Linked DNA regions of Zea mays: region 2 is linked to region 1. A link is a contact called in public Hi-C data. All regions are on one chromosome and are shown on one strand. The core of a region is the stretch at or near the end of the contact, and the rest is flanking DNA. Distances in the headings are between cores, read along the strand shown.

Region 1 (6,770 bases), core at 2,032-4,531:
CCTCATAGCGAGAACAACTTGCCTGGCTACCTTTGGGTTTGATATTAGAGATTTGCTTCCTAACAATTTATACGGATTGCTTAATAAGAAGTGATGATCTGAATAGGTGACATGATTAGAAGAAATCCAAGCAAAGTTTTGAGCATGCATTGGATTGCAAAACAAAACAAAACATGCAAGCATTAATTTTAAGCGCCAGGGAACAACTTTGCACTCATTATATTTTTCACTCTTTCTTAAGCTGCTCCTGAATGTTGATCAGAAGTTGGGATGGTAACGGGTGGGGTTGGGTGTGGGGGAGTAAAAACATGTCCTCAACACATTACCTAAAACTAATGCAGTGAAGTTGGACTTTGTGCAGTGAAGTTTCCTGCATGATTGCCATATTTGCGTGGCTCGATGCATGCACGAAAGCTATTTTTCTGGTTTCAGTTGTTGACTTAGCCTTTTGCTCCCTCTGTTCCGAAATGTAAGATTTATCTAGATAAGAGGTGTTGGATCTTGATTTGGCTTTTAGTTTATTTCTGAGTATATCATGAAGGCTACAATTTATCTGAGGATATACTATTTTTTTCTTGTATTCTTGTTTTACTAATTACTACTCCCTCTGTTCTGAAATGTAAGATTTTGGCTTTTCTAGATACATAGCTTTTGCTATACACTTAGGTATATGTATGTCTAGATACAGTAAAAGCAATGTATCAGAAAAAAATCCAAAACATCTTATAATTCAGAACGAAGGTGAGTATTAGTCCTGATGAGAAGGATTCTGATACAATTCTTTGTTTTACATGCATTATCACCAAAGGTAATGAGCTGAAGAAAAGGAAGCGTCCAGGAGGAGGACCAGGGCCCTTCTGGTGGAAGATGGGAAGCAAAAGGCTTCTATACGAAGCGCTTATTGAGCCTCGCAGCCGTCCGAGGAAACTCAAGGGGTCAACTGGTTCAGCAGCGCCTTAGACTTAGATGGGCAGTTTGCTGGCCGTTGATCTTCTAGACATGAACAGGGTAGCTCGCTGACCGCGTTTCCTCAAGCAGAGTAGGCTGCGTTTACCTAGAAAACCTAGTTTTGGCTGGTTACTTGCATGATGGTCGACCGTTTCAGATGGAGTTTGACAGCAAACCCGTTGTGTTAACCATGCGTGGCGTATCAGCCGATGTTTCATGCATGCTACTGTCTTTTTCTTTGGTTGGTTTCGTACCATAGATAGACGTGTGTAGCGACCATCGATGGAAAAAAACCTTGCACATCTGGAACGGCATGCATCTCAGTTATTAGCCCCTGCTGTTGCACATGCATTTTTTTTTTGCGGATTTTCTGTGCGACTTGACTGCGACGTCTGATGTGCATTTGTTACACATCAGACGTCTGAAATGGATTTTACTGACTTTGAGGAGCTGGTGCATTTTCTATATGCATTTTTTATTGTTCAGCTACCAAGCTTAACATCCATCTCTGACCACATTCACTGACTCCGTCCTTGTGAACTTGAGGTGGCCAGAAGTTTGATCAGGACTGCTATTTTTTTTTTGCATGAAGCCATCTTCTCTGGTTAGCTTGCTATATCATTTTTATAGCTTCGATCCCTACACCATTCCCAATTATTCTGTCGTTCCTGCAAATGATGCTTTAGCGTTGCCAAACTTTGCTATTTAGCTTCGTGAAATGTTTTTTAGCCATGCCAATTCCTCTCTGTCGTGTTCTTAATAATTTGTGTTTTTTTTTTCTCGTTGCCCGCTTGTACAGCTTTTACAACTTTTCTATCACTCACGCCACACAGATGTTACAACATATGCAAACCGTGCCGCGGTTATGAACCTCTGTCAGATGCCTGTTCCACCTTCATCACTCTGTTGCTGGCATCTTTAGAAGCGCCGCAACAACTTCGCCGCAACAACTTTGTTTGTCGGGGTGAAATGTCCCTGGTAGCTGTTATCCTACGTGCTTGCCTTGCGGACGTTCGCATATCACATATGGGCATACCGCCTAAAGGTCAGTGACTCTGTTCAAACAATCGTTTGGTGCAGATGTCTCTCTCACACCCTCTCCTGCTTGTAATTTTCTATGTTTCTTTCTTTGGGGTGTTCGTTCCGCCTCCAAGACCATAATATATTAGATGGAGGTTTTTCTGCTCCCCTCGGAATTTTTTTAAAACTATTGGTATTGCACTACTCAGTTAGTTGTACTATTATATTATTTGTTCTTATGATTTATAGTCTGTCTACGTCTTTGATTTATGCATCCGATATCAAAATTCGAAGGCCACTGGTAATAATAGTAAAATAGCAAATGGCTCCCTCCCAAAAGAAAAATCCATAGAGTGGATAAAGATATGTTTGGTTCAACTTTTTTAGGAGCATTTCTGATAATCTATCTATATGCAGAATCTGAGTATCGAGGAAAATTACATGCGAATGAAGATACAATGATCTATATGGTTTAAGATCTAAAAAGTGACATATTTCTATTATTATAACGGCTAGATCGATTTTATGTTCATATTGATACTAGGTATATGACCGTGCGTTGCTACGGAATCAATCAACATAATAAAATACATTCATATGCAAAACTACTAATTGTTATCCTATACTTTTATTAGCATCACTAAAAGTTGATGGTTATATACTTTAAAAATATATATAAAAATATATATATATATAAGATTGTACATGCGCTTAGTCATTAACATCTCAGATAAAACACGTGGATTCTATAAAAGAATAATGTATTATATAAGGCATTGTACGTAGCCAATATGATAAAATCTCTACTAATTCTTAAGAGGACAAGAGGGCGTCCACTATCTTCACCACGACTCCACCCTACTCTATTAAGAACGGAGCGTCAACGTCCACACCTAGCGTGCCTCCGCCTCTCCCCCGCGTGTGCCCTCGTCCCTGCCTCTCCCTGCCCGTAGCTAAGGTATATGTCCGTACGGGCGGCGCGGACGGATTGGGCGAAGACGGGGCACGCACTTGGGAGAGACGGGGCACGCTAGGTGTGGGACTGACCATCCGTTCTTCATAGAGTAGGGTGGAGCCGTGCTGAAGATGGTGGACGCCTTTTTTGTCCTCTTAAGGATTAGTAGAGATTAGATGATTTTAGGTGATGTTTGGTTCACAAAATATAACGTAAATGCTAATAGTAATGATTCACACCCAAGTACCAACGGTAATAAATTTAAATAGACCGATATCTATTTCTACTGTGATATTTAATTACAGTTAGACTTAAACCACATCATTTAACGTTATGAGTTAGCCATTAAACTGAATCGTGGTTATAAAAGCTGCTCAAAAAGCTCCGAGGACCGAAGTCGCCAAGAGCCCACCGCAGCGAACAATCCCTTCCACTCCCCTCCCCTAAACCCCTCGCCGCCCGCGGGGCTCGCCGGCCGGCGCCCCTCCAGGCCCCCACTCCCTCCGCGTGGGCGCGATGCCAACGGCGGTGCCGACGCCCAAGGCGGTGGTCCACCAGCGGTTCGGCGCCAAGGCGCGGTACACGGTCGAGGAGGTGCGGGAGGACGTGGGCGGCTGCCCGGGCCTCGCGCCGCAGACCAGGAACGTCTACCGCTGCGCGCTCGACCTCCCGGGCCTCTCCGTTGCCACGCCCGGTACCTTCCTCAGGAAGAAGGACGCTGAGCAGGCCGCCGCGCAGATCGCGCTCGACAAGGTGAGGTCCCCCCACTCCTTTTGCGGCGCGGTGCTCCAATCCAGTGTTTTGCTTGCCAAGCCATTGTGGGGGTCGCAGTTTGCCACTAGATAGAACGGGAGAAATGGAGAATTTAGGTCTCCTTTTGCGGCGCGGCGCTCCAATCCAGGACGTGTTTTGCTTACCAAGCCCAGAAGCCCTTTGACGGTGAAATCGAGGTCTTCTGTGAATCATACCATTGCGCTGCTGGTGTTTTGCTTGCAAGGAAGATTATCTGGTGGTTAGGAATTGAAATTCTGATTCTGTGCCTAGTTTAGTGAAATTTATCCTTGATTGCCAACACACTTCTGTTGCACATTTTCTGCTATCCTGTTAACTGATAATCCATCATCTTCTTCTTTTTTTTTTAAAAAAAAAGGTGACCACCTTCTATTTATGCTCTGATTCATCAATGCCCAGACTTTGGAGCCTACTCCCCATTGTTTAGATAGGCTAGCTTGTACTTGCATGTAATCTTATTCCCATGCTATCAACCTGTTGTGATAACCATTTGTTTTTTTCCATCGTAGCTTGGTATTCATCCTACAGCAAATAGTCCCACCACACCCCAAGAAGCTTGGGCTGAACTGATTGCTCGCATATCTGGTTTTTTCATAGATGAGGTCAGTATTTCTGCCTCATGTTGATAACATGTCTGTGCACCATTACTTTTCTGCCTTCTGAGAATTGGAGTAGAGTCCTTTATGAATTGTTAGGTTGTTTCTGTTTGGCAATGCATTTAACTCTTGTGAGTCTTTCCTCAAAACTTAAGAACGAGGACCCTATAGCACTGTAACTGACAACTTTTAATAAGCACCAAAGACTGATCAAACATAAGGTTCCATTTTTATTTTGGCATTTTCTTATGATAATATTTTGTAGCTGTAATATAATCTAATTCGGTTCCCTGCAATGTCAATACCTGTGTAAGATTATTTGTAGTACAATTCACAAAGCATGAACCATTCTGCTGGTCACTCAAAAAGCATGCTATTCATGTCATATTTGAGCTTTGTTGCACTTTTAAAATTACAAAATAATTAAAAAATCCAATTACCTCTTCTAACATCACCTACCACCGTACTTCATTTCAGAACTTTCTGTCATCTACCCATCCTCTTATTGGCCATTTGTGTGTGTCTCTCCGGAGAACTGGAGACCTCATTGGGAGGTTACCTTTGTCGGCTATTGCTGCATGTGATGTGAAGGTCAATACATTGTGTAAATTGATCGACCATAGGGCAGAATTTGATCCTCTATTGGTCTTGTCATTATTGTACAATGCTGCAAAACAATCTCCTGGAGTCTCTGTTAGTGACAGCAACTTCTGGATTCAGAGTGAAAAGCCTTATTCTCCGGAGGCTGTTGACTCGGCACTTGAGCGTTGGTCTGGTACAACAGATCCCGTAGAAGTAGAGGCAGTTCTTGTTCCCCACATGTTGGAGGATGAACTGAAGACAGTAAGAATTAATCTACGAGATAATGAACATTATATGAGTTATGTTGCAGCAGAGCTCTCAGCAATTGATTCCTCTCATGTTCTTGTATCAAGGTAGGCAAAGAAAAACTAAGCAGTAAATTCCTGACTTCTGGGCCTTTTCCATTATTCTTTCTGTGCATGACAATTTTGAAACATTGATCTCACTGCAGAACAATTGGAAAAACATCATCCGAGATAAGACTGTATTTTGCAGCCGCAAATATACATGCTGTTTCTGATATGTCAAAACACGCGCTTGATTCTCTTGGAGATGGTGACATCAACTGGCAAGTAAATAAGCGAGCTTCCTACATTTGTGGCCAAACAATTTATGGAGATGCACTCTTGGCAAATATTGGATACACAAGGAGAGATTCGGAACTTCACACTGAAGATGTCAATCTATGTTCCTATTACAGGTAAAGCTTTATTGAACATTTCACTACAACGGCATTGTTAAATACAATTTCGCTATGCTAATCAATGAATCAAGATGCATTCCATTTTATATTGTTAGTAGATATTGTCATTTTTTTCTCAGGAATCATCACATGATTCAAGCTGCAGAGGTTGGCTCGTGTTCTGTTTGTCTTTCATGTCTGTGCTGCTTTTATCTATTATTTAAGCACCAAACTTCCTATAGTTCTTCAGAGTGACACGCTGACATGCTTTTGCCTCAGGATACTTCTGGGCAAGTTACCTGATGGAAATTGTAAGATGTCTAGGGATTCGATTCTTGCAGCGGAGCTTCCATCTGCATACTCTCGTTTTAGTTGGAAAGGCCTCTCTCCACGAGATCTTCTTTGCTCATTTTGTCGCCTTCAGAGGTTGCCAGAGCCCCATTTTGCTGTCAGTAGGGTCTCTTGTGATACATTAATGTCAGCTGTGAGCTCTGAAGAAAGAGGAGCACCAGCAGGCAGCGCAGAAAATCAGTACACCAATGATGTCAGGATCAACAAGGAAAAACCAGATCTTTTTAAATGTGAAGTGAACATACGTTCACGGAAGCAAGAAGTTTTACTAGAGTATTCTGCAGCTGACACTTGGAGCAAGGAATCTGATGCTATTCAGAATTCTTCATTAAAGGTCTTGATTTGGTTCAATAATTATTTTAAGAAACTAACCTCAAAAACAGGCAAGCTATATCTTTCTGAGTCTACTGCTGGTGTCAAGGTACATTCAAATATTTTTCTTCAAGAGTTTGCAATGTGTCTATCTGTTTATGGCAAGAATGGATGCAGTGATTCAGCAATGTGCAGTGCAGTTGGACCATTTTCTATGGATACACAAAAGAAGCACCTTGAAAGCACTGCAAAGTTAACACACATTGAAGGTCCAGACTCTGGTGTTTTCCCGTCCCACGGATCATTGACTTGTATAAGTTATACTGCTTCCCTTGTGACGAAGGATAAAGCAAAAACATATTTGTTGGAGAGCCACAACGAGTTTGAGTTTGAGATTGGGACGGGTGCTGTTAGTAATCAGCTTGAATCATGTGTAACTCAGCTGTCAGTGAATCAAACTGCACGTTTTGTAGCTGAACTGCCTCCTAGGGATTTAATCATGGCTGCATCTTGTGAGTTCTCACATGACCTC
Region 2 (6,770 bases), core at 3,186-5,685, 680 kb before region 1:
AAACCTGTGACTAGCAAGTATTTGGTGAATATTTGTTGCAGGCAATGCTTCACTTCATCTATAGAGATACCCTTGTTGATGATGATGAGTTGGGCGCGTCAAGCTCTGATGGTTCTATCTTTGATACTCCGGCAGCTAAGTTGTTGGCTGCAGCCGATAAGTATCACTTAGCAAGACTAAAGTCGCTATGTGAATCTTACCTGTGCAAGGGCATATCAGTGGCCTCAGTTGCGAGTACGTTAGCATTGGCTGATAGGCACCATGCCATGGAGCTTAAAGCTGTTTGCCTAAAATTTGCTGCTGAAAATCTTTCAGGTACTAAAATTTGTCATACCAGACATTGCTTATGATTATTTCATGCAAGTGGCCTCATTATTTGCTACGTAAACTCTTGTCAGTTGAAAAATATTCAAAGTGGGCTGTCATCAAAAGGAAAAAAACACAATGAAAAATAGTAAAAGAACTTTATAACCTGTAAATTTCTAGTGTCTGAGACTCTGAGTGTATGGCCGTGCACTGTGCGTTCTTTCTTTTGGTCACTATTCTTGCACAGAAAATTCTCTTGAACTTGTGGGATAAACTTTTTGGTACTTCTCATGGAAATATGCATTAGACTATTACAGATGCTTCCATGTTTGTTTTAAGTACAGTTTGCTTGAGCCATCTACATTGTTACAGCTTCCGAAGCATTCATATAATCAGCTCTATATGTCACCTGATTGCCATATTAGTGCAATAGTTTTTAACAATGTAGACTGTGTTGACATTTTTGACTGAATGAAACAGATTTTAAGCTATCAACAATTCAGTAGTTAGCGTGTAGATGCCATTATGTGTTAGCATCTTCTGATAGCAATACATGCGTCATGAGTATTATACTTATTCTGCACGTAGTACATTAGCAGCCTAAATTGTGAATAGAAGCTTGGGATTGGTTACTTGCATTACTACCAGCCTGTGTTGAGCATAATGCAGTATAGGCTAAGCCAGCATAAACATACGCAATGGCATGGTGTTTGGTTGCCTGCATTGTATTGTATTGTATGTGAATAAGAGTAAAGTATGTCATCTCCATCTTCTTCCTCCCCCACTCTTGTCTGCCTTTTCGGCACTGCTTGGACCGCTGGAGATGGAGGACGAGGAGAGCCAGAGCTTGTGGATGAGGTGGAGGTGGACAAGGTTGAGGATGACGTTAAGCGTGGCAATGCTTGCCCACCCTAAGGTGTGCACAATGCAGAGAGACAAAGGACTGGTTTTGATGAGAGCGTGATGAAGGATAATGAGGGGAGCGACAGAGATATCTGTGCACTGAAGGTGGTTGCGGTAGCGATAGCAGTGGAGGCGGTGGCTGTGTCTGCTAGCGCAGGCAGGAGGGGACTGTTTGGTTTACGGCCTGCCAGGCAAGTTTAGAGACAAACATTTATCAACAAACAGGTCCAAAGTGCAGAGAGGGCAGTGTCAGAGGAGAGCAGGGAGAAGGGCGTCGGATTGTGTGGTGGGTGATGTCCATTGGTGGTGGTGGCGGTGCGGTGGTGGCAGTGTGGTCACGGTGTCGTAGGAGAGCAGGGAGAAGGGCGCTGGGTCATGGTGGTAGGCGACATCCGTTGGCGTCGCCATGGCAGTTGTGTGGTTGACTGGTTGTGACAGTAAGTGGGCCATTTTTGCATACTACTCCACAATGTGGCCATGAACCTTTCTTTTGCTTCCCTAAGCCTGTATAACTTCTAGTGCGGCCAACCAAACACTGCTGGCCTGCATCATCAAAGCCTAGATATGCTCTAATACAGGCAAGAGCTTAGACTTGTAGTGAGAGAGACGGCTCCTACACATTAATTATGTAATTTCTTTGCAATATTAACCTTGTTTAAGCTCTAAGACCTGGTAATAATGTTTATTTTGGTGGTACAAATAGAAAATTTATAAACATAAAAAATTATAAAAATGTTAAATAGCTGAGTTATATTGTATAGGGAGAGTTGGATAGGGTGAATGGTTGGAGACGCCCTGTACGCAGGGGGAGTCTTTTAGGTGGATGTAGTAAAATATAATAGAAAATACAGATAGGTGGAGAAATATGGGGGAATGGTTGGAATGGACCTTACCTGAATTAGACTGTACTGCAACATATTATTTATTATCGACTTCAGATGTGAGATGGACTAATATGTCTTGCTAGATTATATTCCTTCCATTACAAATTATAAATAAGATGTTTTGGCTTTTCTGATATATAGTTTTTGCTATGCACTTAGATGTACTCCATGCCTAGATACATAATAAAAGCAATGTATCTAGAAAAGTCAAAACATCTTATAATTTGGATAAAAAAGAATAATAAAAGAGAGTAATAGTTATGATGTGTTTTATAACAAGGTCTGGGTTGGTGGACAAGTATATTTTTATTCCTTGTGTCAGAGCTGATATTCTGTTATTGCCAACCTTTTCCGTTTCAGCATGGGGTAGTTCCAGGGCTTGTCCCTGGATACAAGAAAATTATGCCTCGAGTCCACGATACCATCGTTTGACCTTTTGGTTGCTTTATTTGCTCAATTAAGTTTGTACAGCTTCTGGTGCGATTAAGTTTATAAAGCTTCATAACCCATTCCAGATACCCTTATGTGTCTGCAGCTGTAATGCGGAGTGAGGGTTTCATTTACCTCAAGGACAACTGCCCATCTCTCCAGTCAGAGATACTGAAAACTGTTGCAGGGTGTGAGGACCAGTGCAGCAGTGTTGGGAAGAGCCAGAGCGTTTGTGGGCAGCTCTCGGACGGTGGCGATTCCAGTTGCCGCAGGGTTAGGCAAAGAACCTGAGGTCAACCCAGAACTGACATGGTTAGCCAGCTCTTGCTCTGTAAATGACGATGGCAATCATCTGTATGTGAAGAAAAAACAATTTGAAGGAGCTGTAACTAGCTGTATCTCATCATGCTCCTTACATCTTACCTGCCGTCTTGTTTGTAACTAGTTGACTGTTTGGTCATGAGCAGTTACTGAATCGATGTGTAGACAGCCCTGCAAATGCTCACGAGTCAACGATAAACATGGTGGCCTTGTGTCTTGGCAACTGGTGTTTGCAGCAGGCGGGCCAGCAGCTGTCTGCTACTAATATGGATCCGTTGATTTTGTTGTATTCTTCTTTCGACTGGAAGGTATCATAAGTCAATTAGGAGGTGATTCTTATATGTATTCGTTATGCTGCAAAAGTGAAGGTGACAATATTTTTGGTTTATTGGCAAGTACATGGAATTTACATTTTTGTTGAGATGGTTCGTAGATGGAGTAATTTTGCTGTAAAGATATAGTGGTGACAAGTTTTTTTTGTTTGTTTGGATTTTTTACATTTCTGTTCGCAAGTATCGTCATCTGTCAATGTTGAGAGGTGATGATATATAGGATTGTCCTTTGGTGGCCTCCACGAGAGGTTTGTTTTTTTCCTTGTATTTTGGACCGTTTTTTCTTTTATTAATATAATGATATGTTCAAGGAATGATAACATATTTGTTGACATGTAAATTTGTTACAGACGGGTAGTAAATGTTCATCATTGTCATTGTTACGGTAGAGTTAATTTGTTGACACGTGAATTCGGCCGAATAGTGGTGCGGCATAGGGCTGGAAACGAGCCGAGCTCGGCTCGGTGTGGCTCGGTGGCTGACCGAGCTCGGCTCGGCTTGCCCATTTGACGAGCTGGGGAGACAGGCTCGGCTCGGCTCGAAGGTGGCTCGCGAGTCGGCTTGGCTCGCGAGCTACACCCTGATATATATAATTGCATTATCTAATGAATTATTAGTATATAAATATAAATATATAGATATCATTCATCATTATGAGTAATCTAAATTATTAATTGTCATATATTTAATATTAAACGTTAAGAAACAAACTGACTATCTATAAAATTATCCAATATCCATCATTATTCAATATATTTAATATTAAACGTTAAGAAACAAACTGACTATCTATAAAATTATCCAATATCCATCATTATTCTAGCCAGCTCGGCTCGGCTCACGGATGAGTCTCCTGTGGGCGTGGCCAATGAGTCTCCTGTGGGCGTGGCCAGGCTTTTTGCTCACAGCCTCACATACATACGCGGTGCCGCCCCACGGATGCCGCCAAGCAGGACGGCGCTACCACACGCCCACCAGATTCGATACCCACCCTTGGCCCCCACCACAGCCCACCTTCCGCTTTCATCAAGTTCTCTTTTCCGCGACACTGACGCATGGGTCCAGTGGCATTATTCCCACCCACGCATCGGCTGTATTATAGATCGCCACGAATTTACCAGGAATGCCCCTGACACATGGGTCCACATCCTGCACCTGTTCCTGTCAGCGACATGGACGGCAACGGCAGTGCGGCGATTCCCGAGCACAGTGTCAGTATACGTTGGCTGGTGGTGGGGTCGTAAACGCGAGGAGCCCGCGCATCAGCGGCTCCGACTTCCGAGCGGGTTCGCGCCTGGAAACGAAGCTATACGTCGCGAGGAGGGGAGGGCCCACCGCCCCGCGTGGGCGTCGCAGCTTCCACTCTTCCCCCGTGAAACTTTTCTCACGCGCACCCATTCCACCCACCACCCACCTTCCTTTCCTCTCTCTCTGTCTGACTGTCTCCCTCCGTCCCTCGAAGCTTCTCTGGTTTCAGACGCAACCCCGCGGGTCGCGGGATCAAGGAGCCAGAGAGCGGGACGCAGCGAGCGTTCCGCCAGAGATCGAGACCGTAGCTAGGGTTTGAGGCGCCGGGCTGCGGTGGACGAGATGTCGACGCCGGCGAGGAAGCGGCTGATGCGGGACTTCAGGCGCCTGCAGCAGGACCCGCCCGCCGGGATCAGCGGCGCGCCGCACGACAACAACATCATGCTCTGGAACGCCGTCATATTCGGGTAGCCCGTCCCCTCCCCTCCCCCCTCCCCCGATTTCGTTACCCCACAAACGCCCCCCCTGGAGTCCGTTAATCCCGTTCCTGTTCTAGGGTTTGATTGAGGGACTCCGGATCTCGGGGAGGGAGACGGGATCTCAGCTATTCCTTTTGTTCTTACTCTTGTGTTCGTTGTGCTGATGAGAGGTTCGTGTGGTTTCGCAGGCCGGATGATACGCCGTGGGACGGTGGTGAGATTCCCAGCTCTCAGCTCTGAGCCTCTGACCCCTTCTCTTATCTGTTGCTCATTTGGTGCTTGCTGTGTGGTCGTTACTTGCTTGAAGGTAGTTTGATTCGGAATTGTGCAGGTGGAACCGTAGAAATTCATGGGGCGTTAAGATATTTGGGTGCCACAGGAACCGAGACTCGTCTGGTACCTCGTGGCTGTTTTAGCTTGTTCCTGTCGGTTAATCTTTCATGTCCAATCTTGGGGGAGCATTCTGTTATGCAATTCTTTAGCTATCCGTTGGAAGTTGTCTTTTGGAGCATGTCTTCAGAGCTGTAGGTTCGAGCTGAAATTCTGTAATGGCTTTAGTCTCAGTTAAATCAGAAATCGACAAATTTAGCATGGCGGTAAGAATAACGCCCACTAGGCTGCAGCTGTAAATCCAGTACTGTTTTGGTTACTTTTAATTAGAAGCGACAAGTTTTTTTCATTGTATACTGAAAGCACCCACTAAGTAGGCAGTTCCACCTGTGGTGCATAAACTGCCACTATATATAAGAAGTTTGCATTTGGATTTTCTAATTATGCATACTATCTGATTTCTAATTTTGCACAGGAACTAAGACTCATTTGGGCACATCAGGGCTGTTTTAGATTGTTCTTATCAGTTGTTCTTTCATGTTGGCTTTGGTTTCAATTAATCAGGGATCAACAAATTTTGCATGATGATACTGTAAACACCCACTAAGCTAGATCATTAAATCTGCTACAGTTTTGTTTTCTGTTAATTGGAGGTGGCTATTTTTGTGTAGTATATTAAAAGCTCACACTATGTAGTCAATTCCACCATGTGGATATTAGCAGTTCACCGTTTTGGATTTTCGAACTATGAACGCTTGTTGATTTCTCGGGCTCCATGAATGCATAGAAACGTTTGCTTGCTATATCTGCAAATCTTTTCATGCCTTTGCATTGGGTTTGCACCGAGAAGCATGCTGCATATTTGGTTCAGTGTTCTGATGCTTGCAAAACTATGTTATTTGTTTTTATATTGTTATAGAAATAGGATTAGAAGACTGGCCTAGCACAGCGGTGAGAGCCTTCCCACTATGACAAAAGGTCCTGGGTTGGACGCAGCATCTGCAAAATGTAGCCGTAAGGCTTGCCTTGGTTTAGTACGGTACAGAGATCGAGGACAAAATTATTTGGAAATGGACAGTACAGCACTAAATCGGCCTACAGGGCACAATTTCTAGTCATCTACAACCGGTTTAGAACGGACATCATTTGGTGGGTTCACACATAGAACAAATGCAAAATATTCACCTAGATCCTCATCCAAAACAAAATCCTCCATGATTGGCCACATCAGGACACCTCTGCGCCTCGTAACTGCCCAGTAGAAAACAGTTACCACCTTGCCTATCTCTTTGCGCAAGAGGTCCGGTGTCACATCACTTCTTCCGGACACTTAATAAATGTTAATGGGACTCAACAGCCAAACTTCACAGCTCTTGGAGAATGTTGGGAGCACATCCTGAGTTCAATCCCAAAAGAGCGCAGCGAACGTTCAATGGCCTAGCTATCTAAACCATGTGAAACCTCTGGAAAGAGCTGAACGGATCAAAGAGAACCTAGTCTTGTATAAAGGGATAACATACCACAATCTCCTTAGTAGT

What was found. A called contact is a pair of places that touch in the nucleus more often than the background predicts.
Region 2: a contact with region 1 is called in a Hi-C map of ear, with 2.3 times the contacts expected there. The contact joins the promoter of LOC100283749 here to the promoter of LOC103631972 in region 1. A contact is called at or near these places in 2 of 25 Hi-C or Micro-C datasets (ear and endosperm).

Annotation. Positions count from the first base shown.
Region 1 is chr7:7,552,463-7,559,232 of Zm-B73-REFERENCE-NAM-5.0, reverse strand. LOC103631972 (small RNA 2'-O-methyltransferase) reads left to right here and starts at 3,281. Exons shown (of 9, transcript XM_008653827.2): 1 at 3,281-3,676; 2 at 4,225-4,317; 3 at 4,789-5,246; 4 at 5,345-5,593; 5 at 5,855-6,770. The coding sequence starts at 3,440. LOC541972 (histone deacetylase) reads left to right here. Exons shown (of 16, transcript NM_001111625.2): 16 at 809-1,252. The coding sequence ends at 960.
Region 2 is chr7:8,233,437-8,240,206 of Zm-B73-REFERENCE-NAM-5.0, reverse strand. It overlaps LOC100283749, which reads left to right and starts at 4,435. Exons shown (of 5, transcript NM_001156648.3): 1 at 4,435-4,890; 2 at 5,091-5,116. The coding sequence starts at 4,766. It overlaps LOC100284563, which reads left to right. Exons shown (of 4, transcript NM_001157458.2): 3 at 42-315; 4 at 2,629-3,231. The coding sequence ends at 2,813.